Regions from separate parts of the Rattus norvegicus genome. Here region 2 is linked to region 1. A link is a contact called in public Hi-C data. All regions are on one chromosome and are shown on one strand. Each heading gives the region's core, a stretch centred on a gene start, on an enhancer-like site or on the middle of the called end of the contact. The rest is flanking DNA. Distances are from core to core; before and after follow the strand shown. Region 1 holds the start of Inpp4a (inositol polyphosphate-4-phosphatase type I A). Region 2 overlaps Inpp4a (inositol polyphosphate-4-phosphatase type I A).

Region 1 (3,876 bases), core at 687-3,186:
GGCCACTCTTTGTCATTAGGTTGACACAGCTAGAATCCTCTGGGAAGAGGGAGCCTCAGTTGAGAAAAGACCTTGGCAGAGTTGCTCTGTAGGCACCTGTGTGAGACATTTTCTTTTTTTTTCTTTTTTTGGTTCTTTTTTTTTTTTTCCCCGGAGCTGGGGACCGAACCCAGGGCCTTGCGCTTCCTAGGCAAGCGCTCTACCACTGAGCTAAATCCCCAACCCGAGACATTTTCTTAATGGTTGATTCAGGAGGACAAGATCTACTGTAGGTGGTGCCACCCCAGGCAGCTGGTCCTGAATTCTATAAGTAGCAGGCTAAGCAGGCTGTGAAGACTTTCAGCTCCTGGCGTTTGCTTCAGTTCCTGCCTCTAGGTTTTTTCCTGCCTGACAATCGACTTGTAACCTGTAAGCCAAATAAACCTTTTCCTACCCAAGTTGTTTCTGGCCAGTGGTTTACCTCAGGAGAACAGAAAGCAAATTAGGACTCCGGCCATAAAATTTATTATCTGATTGTGGAATGCTTTTGAGAGTGAAAGGGGGGTTTCTGTTAATAATGTTACCAGAAGAAAATCAGCTATACTGAAGTCACTTGAATTTTAGAAAAAAAAATAGGACGATATTTTTAATTTTTACAAGCGTGTTTGAGTTTCTTGGTGTTTGGTCTTAGGGTTAAGGTTCAGTCAATATTTTCTCCCGCTCATCTGAAATAAAAGCATTTGGTAATAAGTTACTCTTTAGAAGATAAAAGTGGGTGTGGCGGTGTGTACCTGTTATCTTTAGGGCACAGTGGCAGGATCATGAAGAGATTGCAAGAGATAGGCAGCCTCAGCTACCTAGTGAGTTGGTGACCCTGTTCAAAAAAAAAAAAAAAAAAAAAACAAAAACAAAAGCAAAAGACAATCCCCCCTAAACCAAATCAAGACAGAACAGAACAAGCAACAACAACAACAACAAAGAAGACAAATGATGGATGAAAAAGCTGAAAGGTGTTTTTGTTTAGTACAGTTAAGTTTCCCTTCCTCAGGTAGAAATGTTGTTTCAGCAGAGTTAACACACAAACATCAGAGGCAGGGAGACCCTGTCTCAATGGAAATAAACAAATAATACAATAAAATTAAACAAACGTATCTCCTGAAAGTTCTGACTGGTCTTCCTCCCTACAGGAAAATAGAATTTTGTGGAGGAAGTGTTAAGGACCGTTTTTTCTTGGGTAGTACAGGTCTGGAAGCAAGTGTGTTCAAACGATTGCAGCGCGTTGACGGCCATGCCTACTGAGTGATGGATTAGCTACACCTGCACTTCTGACCTCCACTGCCTTTCTGGAATCACTTGTTCCCTGGGCAGGAGCCTCAGGGCTTGTGAAGGTGGAAAAACCTCCCACTCCTGGGTGACATCACAGGAGAGGGGTGGGACCTTATGGGAGGAGCGGCCTCCCAAGGGCGGAGCCAGCGAGGAGGGGGCAGGGCGTCAGTCAGGGAGTGGGGCGCGCATGCGCGGTGAGGGGGCGGAACCGGGGCGGGGCTGTGTGCCGTGTTCTGAGAGAAGGTGGTGGCAGGATTCGGGCTGCCAGGGAACGGCGGGTTCGGGTCTGGGGTGGACGCCACTGGCCGGAGCGAGCCGGCCAGAAAACAAGTCCCGTCCAGTCTTCAGGACTGGGCAGCAGCCGGCGGGGCGGAGGCCAGGGTGCGCGGCCCGGAGGACGGAGGCTGGGACTGAGCAAGTGTCCGGGCCAGGGCGCGCCAGGTAGGTGGGCCGAGCTGGGCCGTGCTAGGTCCAGTGGTGCCGGGCTTAGCAGAGCCAGCTGGGTGGCTGGGAGCTGGATACACTGGGGATTTGGCCGGGTGGCGCCGGCGGTTGTCATGGCAGTGGCACAGCCTAGCGGTTCTCTGGCCGCGTCTTTGGAGCGCGGTCTTAGACTTGCGGTCCCCTTGCCGCGGGCTTCTCGGGGAGCTCTGTGATGCTCTACATCGAGCCTGCCGGCAGCATCTCTACTGGATCCCACAGGCATCCAACGCTGGAGGCCTCGCGGTATCTCGGGTGTCAACACACCGGGTAAAAATAAACATGCGTCTTGGTGGAAGACACCGACTCTGCGTCCTCCCAACTCTTCGAGCATTTTTCTGTCCGCACATCATCCAAGACAGGATCTCCCTCACCTTTGCTTTATGTATTTTATATTCTTCTGGCTTTCCTAGTGAGCGAATTGAGGCCTGAGAGGTTTGCAGGGATCTGTGGTCGTCTTGTGCAAAGCCAGTCATGAATGTGTAGGCCACGGAAACACTCAAAATGTCAGACACAAATTTATATCTTTGTGGGCGAAGGGAGGGAGCGTTGATGGGCCTTGGTTTCTCTTGCCCCTTGTCGCCTGCCCTCTGACATTACATAATGGTGGGTTCCTCCGGGCTGGAGTTGTCAGTTCATGAAAATGACTCTCTGGGTAAGAAGGAAGTATTGGCCATTGTAAATCTTTGCCTCTGAATGTGTTTGGTGTTGAGAGATTGCCTAAGAGTAGAATGTGATTTGTCACCTGCCAGTTAGGGCCTCTGAGCCAAGGGTATGGGGGTGGGGTGGCATGGAAATTGGGGTGTTGCAGTGATATTCTGCTTGGTTCACTCCTGTGCCCCGTGGGTTCTGTGGACAGTAGGGACATCACAGGGCTGGGGACACAGCAGGCTGATCTGGGAGTAAATCCTGAAGATTCTGTCACTTGCTAACTCAGGTTCTCAACGCCCTCATCTGTAAGAAGTGTCAACAGAACCTCATTTGCTGAGTTTGTTTTGAAATCCAATTGCCGGTGTCAGGAAGCGAACAGTTAGCTATAGGCTGTCCTACTTAAGCCTAGTTGCTTGATGAAGATGGGGAATTTTTTTGCTTTGGATCTGGGCTAGGGCCCTTGTTTGGGGAGTACATTGACAAAAGGCTTCTCCTGGATAATTTGGTTCTTTGAAGGGGACTGGTGCTCATTCGAGGAGGTCTGCCTGTGGTGGTGTCAGGAGATCACAGTGTTCCCCGGGTGGTGCTGCGTGTGGACAGTGTTGCCAGGAGGTGTTCCCTGTCTCTTGTCCACATGATATAGAAAAGAGTCAAAGTCACTAGGATGGTCCTCATAAAGACTGGACTTCCTTGAGTGGATGTTGGGTAAATATAGAGAAACCTAGGGCTGTGTTCCTACTGTGAGAGCATTTGTCATCCTTCCTTAACTGGTCTCTCTGGCTACTTTTCCTTTCAGAATCTGCTTAGGTAATCCCTGACCCTCAGGCAGACTCAGTTTAGGCTATACATTGTAGTTTATTCCATTGTTTTGGAAACTGGGTACTTTGTAGCATTGCTGTTAAAAGATCAATATTGGTTGTCAAAAATCACCTTAAGGAAGTAACACGGGAGCTTTGTATGCATGATGCTGCCTACTCTGGAGAATTCTCAGTCAGCCCCTGAATGCACCAAAGGAAGGGACTAGGCAGCGCTGGGGACCAGCATCCATCTCCACCAACTTCCACTAACTTCGCCACTAACTTCCATCTCTACCCTATGGCTTAGCCGCTCAAGAACTCAGAGTAGAGGGGAGACTTTCCATCTGGGCTGTTTTATCTTAGTTTGGCATTTTAATGAAAAACTCCTCCTCAGCTCCATTTCCAGAGAAGCTCTCAGCATCATCAACTACTTAATGGTGTCAGGAGGCTTCGACCCACACTGTAAACGGCACAGTTCTGCAGCTGGATTATCTCAGGTTGTTCGATTGATGTTCGAGAGACTGGTCCTGGGGGCAGAGGCTCTGGGCAGAGCATGATAGGGAGACGGTATTCACTCCTTGGGGGTTTGCTTCACTTTGCCTGTCTCTCTGTGCTTAAGCAAAAGAAAAGGCTATCATGAACC
Region 2 (3,876 bases), core at 600-3,099, 62 kb after region 1:
ACCAAAAAAAAAAAAAAAAAAAAGCATCGAGGATACTTCTTACTAAGGCATAACACCTACCTGTGTATGGCACAATGGCTTGTCACTCACAAGCTCACCCAGGGAACCTGCATCCCAGCTGAGGACAGAATGTCCTCAGCCCAGGTGCCACTCCCACCTTTGTAGTGGACACCCAGCCCTACATGATCTCTTTCTGACTTCACAGCACGGATTTTGAGCCCTGTGCCTGCCTGTACTTCATACCAGTCAACTGCCCCGGGTGTGGTTGCTTTCCCAGTAACTAATCTGTTTTGTTCTGTACATTTTACAGATGTTGAACTACTCTTAATGTCTGTCACTGCTCTAAAACATCTCCATGGTGTGTGTGTGTGTGTGTGTGTGTGTCTGTGTCTGTGTCTGTGTCTGTGTCTGTGTCTGTGTGTGTGTGTGTGTCTGTGTCTGTGTCTGTGTCTGTGTCTGTGTCTGTGTCTGTGTCTGTGTCTGTGTCTGTGTCTGTGTCTCTGTGTCTGTGTCTCTGTGTCTGTGTCTCTGTGTCTGTGCGTATCTGTGCACACATGCACGCTGGTGTATGTGTGTGAGAGAGTGTGTGTATGTGTGTGCGTGTGTGCATATCATATATAAATGTGCCTTTCTGTTTCCCATGTTGTGTCCCTAATTGTATCCCATGTTTCAGATGGGTCACATGTGCTACTTGGGAAGGGACTTACAGCTGCCCAGCATAGCTACACCATCTTTCTCTAGCCCAGCACAGCTGGTTCTAACCCTCCTACATCCTTGCCAGTTCTTGGCTCACTCTTCATCACTGTAGCTATTTAAGTGGTAGTTTCAAGCCTCATGGCTTCAGTTGATCTTGTGCATGACGTCTGGGTGTTTTAGAATGATTATAGCGGGGGTTGGGGATTTAGCTCAGTGGTAGAGCGCTTGCCTAGGAAGCGCAAGGCCCTGGGTTCGGTCCCCAGCTCCGAAAAAAAAGAATGATTATAGCGTCTCATTGGTGTTCCTGACTGTATTGTCACTGGGCACTGAGATTGATTCTAGTCTCCATTATTTACAATAAGCAGTTTTGGTGCATGATTCTTTTCCTGTTTGATTGCTTGCCATGGTATAGAAGGGCCCAGGTCTGCCAGCATTATATATTTTGGAAGAACAGATAGGTGGGTCAGGTGGAGTTAGTGTTACTTTGCTGGAGTTTGATGGGTTTATAAAATATTGTACACACTCCTGTTTCATGACTCCTTCCCTTGATGTTTGTATCACCCAGGAGCTTGGTCCACTCCTACTGCGTCTGTCACAGATTTCAGGAGTTGTCCTAGCTTTGTCCTGCTACTGTGACACATGCACTGACAAGAAGCAACTTAGGGAAGAAAGGGTTTCCTTGCCTTACAGTTCAAAAGTCATCACCCTGTAGGCTGGGGTGGGGATAGTCAAAGCAAGAGCTCAGGCAGTCTGCTGGCTGCATCACACCCACTGGCAAGAGCAGAGAGAAACACGTGCGTCCATGCTCAGGGACTGCTTTCTCAGCAGCTGGCTTCACTTGTAAGCAGCTCAGGACCCGCCAGTGGGAGGTGTGAGACATTACACTGCCCACAGTGGGCTGGGTCAGCTAGCCGGCAGGACTGCTTGCCACAGACCAACATGAGCTAGATAATTCCTCGGCTGAGACTCTTTGTGACATGACCAGCCACTGAGGTAGTCCGAGCTTTCTAAGTTTCAATATTTGCCTTGCAAATTCTTGGATAACAGCACTGAGTAACTTCTTCCTTTCAGCAGTTTCTAGAGTGGCTCCCCAACCAGTCTATGAGTCTGAGGCTCATAGGTCAGAAATCTTTGGCTGACCCAAGTGGGAAAGTTAGGAGCACAGCCTGCAGAAGGACATGATCAGTTCAAGGTCTGAGTGCACTGCCCTGCTGTGCTCTCCTGCTCACTCTCACCAAGTTGGTGGGCTGGGCCCCGAGTCTTGCCCTAACAGCTCATGGCTCCCTGGCCTGAGTGTTCCATTTTGCAGGGAGGAACCTGCTCAGCCTGTAGTGATGGCAGGCGGGGGCCCAGTGGAGCGCACTGAGCCCGCTCTCACTAACATGCATTTGGCTCTCACTGTGAGAGCAGTGCAGCCAGCCTCTCAGACAACCAAGAGCAGAGTCTCAGAGCCGCACTCCAGCCCTCCTGGGGTCTGTGCTGTGTGAGTGGGCAAGCCAGGACCCAGCTTCTCTCATTTTCTCCAAACCACATTTCCTGCTTGGATCTTGGGGCAGGCCCAGACTCCCTGGCAGATACCCCTTGGCGTGTAAGGGAATGCGCATCTTCCTCTCTCAATCTTCGGAGTGAGAAGTTAGAGGAGTAACTGTTGACTGTCATGCTCTGGGGAACTTGATATTGGTGAGCTCATCAGGTTGTTCTTTTCTGTCTCTAGATGATGGATCTGTTTGTCCTTCCGTGACGCAATGCCATGTAGTCCAACGGCAAGCATGTATGGTAAGTCACTTGTCAAACAGACTTGAGCGGTAGCCCGGGTCTAAAGGTGTGAGCAGGAGGTGGTGTGTTTGGGTCTATGGGCACTTCTGAGAGGGTTCTCTTAACAAGGCTCTGTTAGCCATCCTAACTTGTGAAGGATGTTCCCTTCTGTGGTACACGGGGTCGGATAAACCTGAAAGTCCCTTCTTGCTGTTGAACCTGAAGCAAAGTGGGAGGTCTGCACTAAGCTGGGCCAGCATCATTCACACTCAGCTGCGGGGCTTTCTGTCACAGCTCCTTCCATCCCCAGCATGCTGCTCCCTGGTGGTTAAGGGTAGATTGTCACCTGACACTGTGGAGAAAGCTTGAGACTAAAACACAACGGAACTTGGTAGCTGAAGGGAGTAAAAATCAGGCTGAGGCTTCAAGCTTTGTCTGTTGCTCTGGACAGCAGAGATCTTCACAGAGTCTCTGTCCTTCTAGCAGAGGTTGTGCTGTGGGATTGATGGAAGATTCTGTGAGACTTGCCAATAGAAGAGAGCTCGAGAGCAGTAAGAAACGCATGAATGCATCACTCTATGACTACAGTTAGGCTGTCTTGTTTTGCAGCCTGTTTTGGTAGAAGCGCATCCTCGGGTACATCGTGTAGAGGGCGGGGAAGAGGAAGATAGGAGAAGGTGTCAGACATCCTAGCCAGATTCCACCTGTCACGAGACACTGCTCTTAGCATCTCGACAGGGTTAGGTCCTGCTCTCTTTCCACAGGAACCGTCTCTCCATCATCAGCCTCTAGACTCTCACTAGTGTTTGCTCCCATGTCTCAGGGATACTGCCATTGTAGGGATCCAGGGCCTGGAGACGGCTCTGCTTTGGGGAATCAGGTGAGGTGACCAAGGAACAAGAAGCATACCCTCACCAATGACATCATGACAGCAAGAGAGCACAGCCCTCGCCATGGTGCCAGGGCCCGTGCGATGCAGCGGGCTTCCACCATTGACGTGACAGCCGACATGGTGGGCCTCTCTCTGGCAGGTGAGTCTCCCCCACTATGCTAGGCATCTGGTCATGAACATGAAGCATGCAGGCCCCCTGCTGTAACAGTGTTGGAAGGGCCAGGAGAGAGCAACCAAGCCTTTGAGAGGTGTCCTGGCGTGGACCCTTCTGGTTGAACTAGGACTCAGGATAGCTAGTGCTCCTAGAACTGGGGACTGGTCTGGTGAAACTGAAGATCATGTTTTTCTAGCTCTGGTGGGTATCTGGGCCTGCCTTCCAGTAGGCAGGATGGAAAGAGGTCTGAGGGGTTTATAAACCATCTACTGTGATATTTTGGGGTGGCCTATAGGAGTTAGTGTTTCTTGTTTCTTTCTTTTTTTTCTTTTTCTTTTCTTTTTTTTTTGGTACAAAAATACAATCTAAATTCTGTGAA

The links. A called contact is a pair of places that touch in the nucleus more often than the background predicts.
Region 2: a Hi-C map of liver shows a contact between it and region 1, with 2.9 times the contacts expected there. The contact joins the enhancer-like site here to the promoter of Inpp4a in region 1. A contact is called at or near these places in 4 of 12 Hi-C or Micro-C datasets (Schwann cells, frontal cortex, liver and 1 more) and 1 of 1 datasets of contacts at active chromatin or transcription factors (oligodendrocytes).

Annotation. Positions count from the first base shown.
Region 1 is chr9:47,022,556-47,026,431 of GRCr8, forward strand. It overlaps Inpp4a (inositol polyphosphate-4-phosphatase type I A), which reads left to right and starts at 1,937. Exons shown (of 26, transcript NM_031002.4): 1 at 1,937-2,055.
Region 2 is chr9:47,084,197-47,088,072 of GRCr8, forward strand. Inpp4a (inositol polyphosphate-4-phosphatase type I A) reads left to right here. Exons shown (of 26, transcript NM_031002.4): 2 at 2,411-2,472; 3 at 3,275-3,482. The coding sequence starts at 3,377. Among named protein-coding and RNA genes, the nearest start is that of Inpp4a, 62 kb to the left of the region's middle. Within about 2 kb of position 1,850, at least 9 of the 93 cell types and tissues checked have an H3K27ac peak or open chromatin away from gene starts, as enhancers often do. A contact at or near this core is called in Schwann cells and liver, where this site is marked.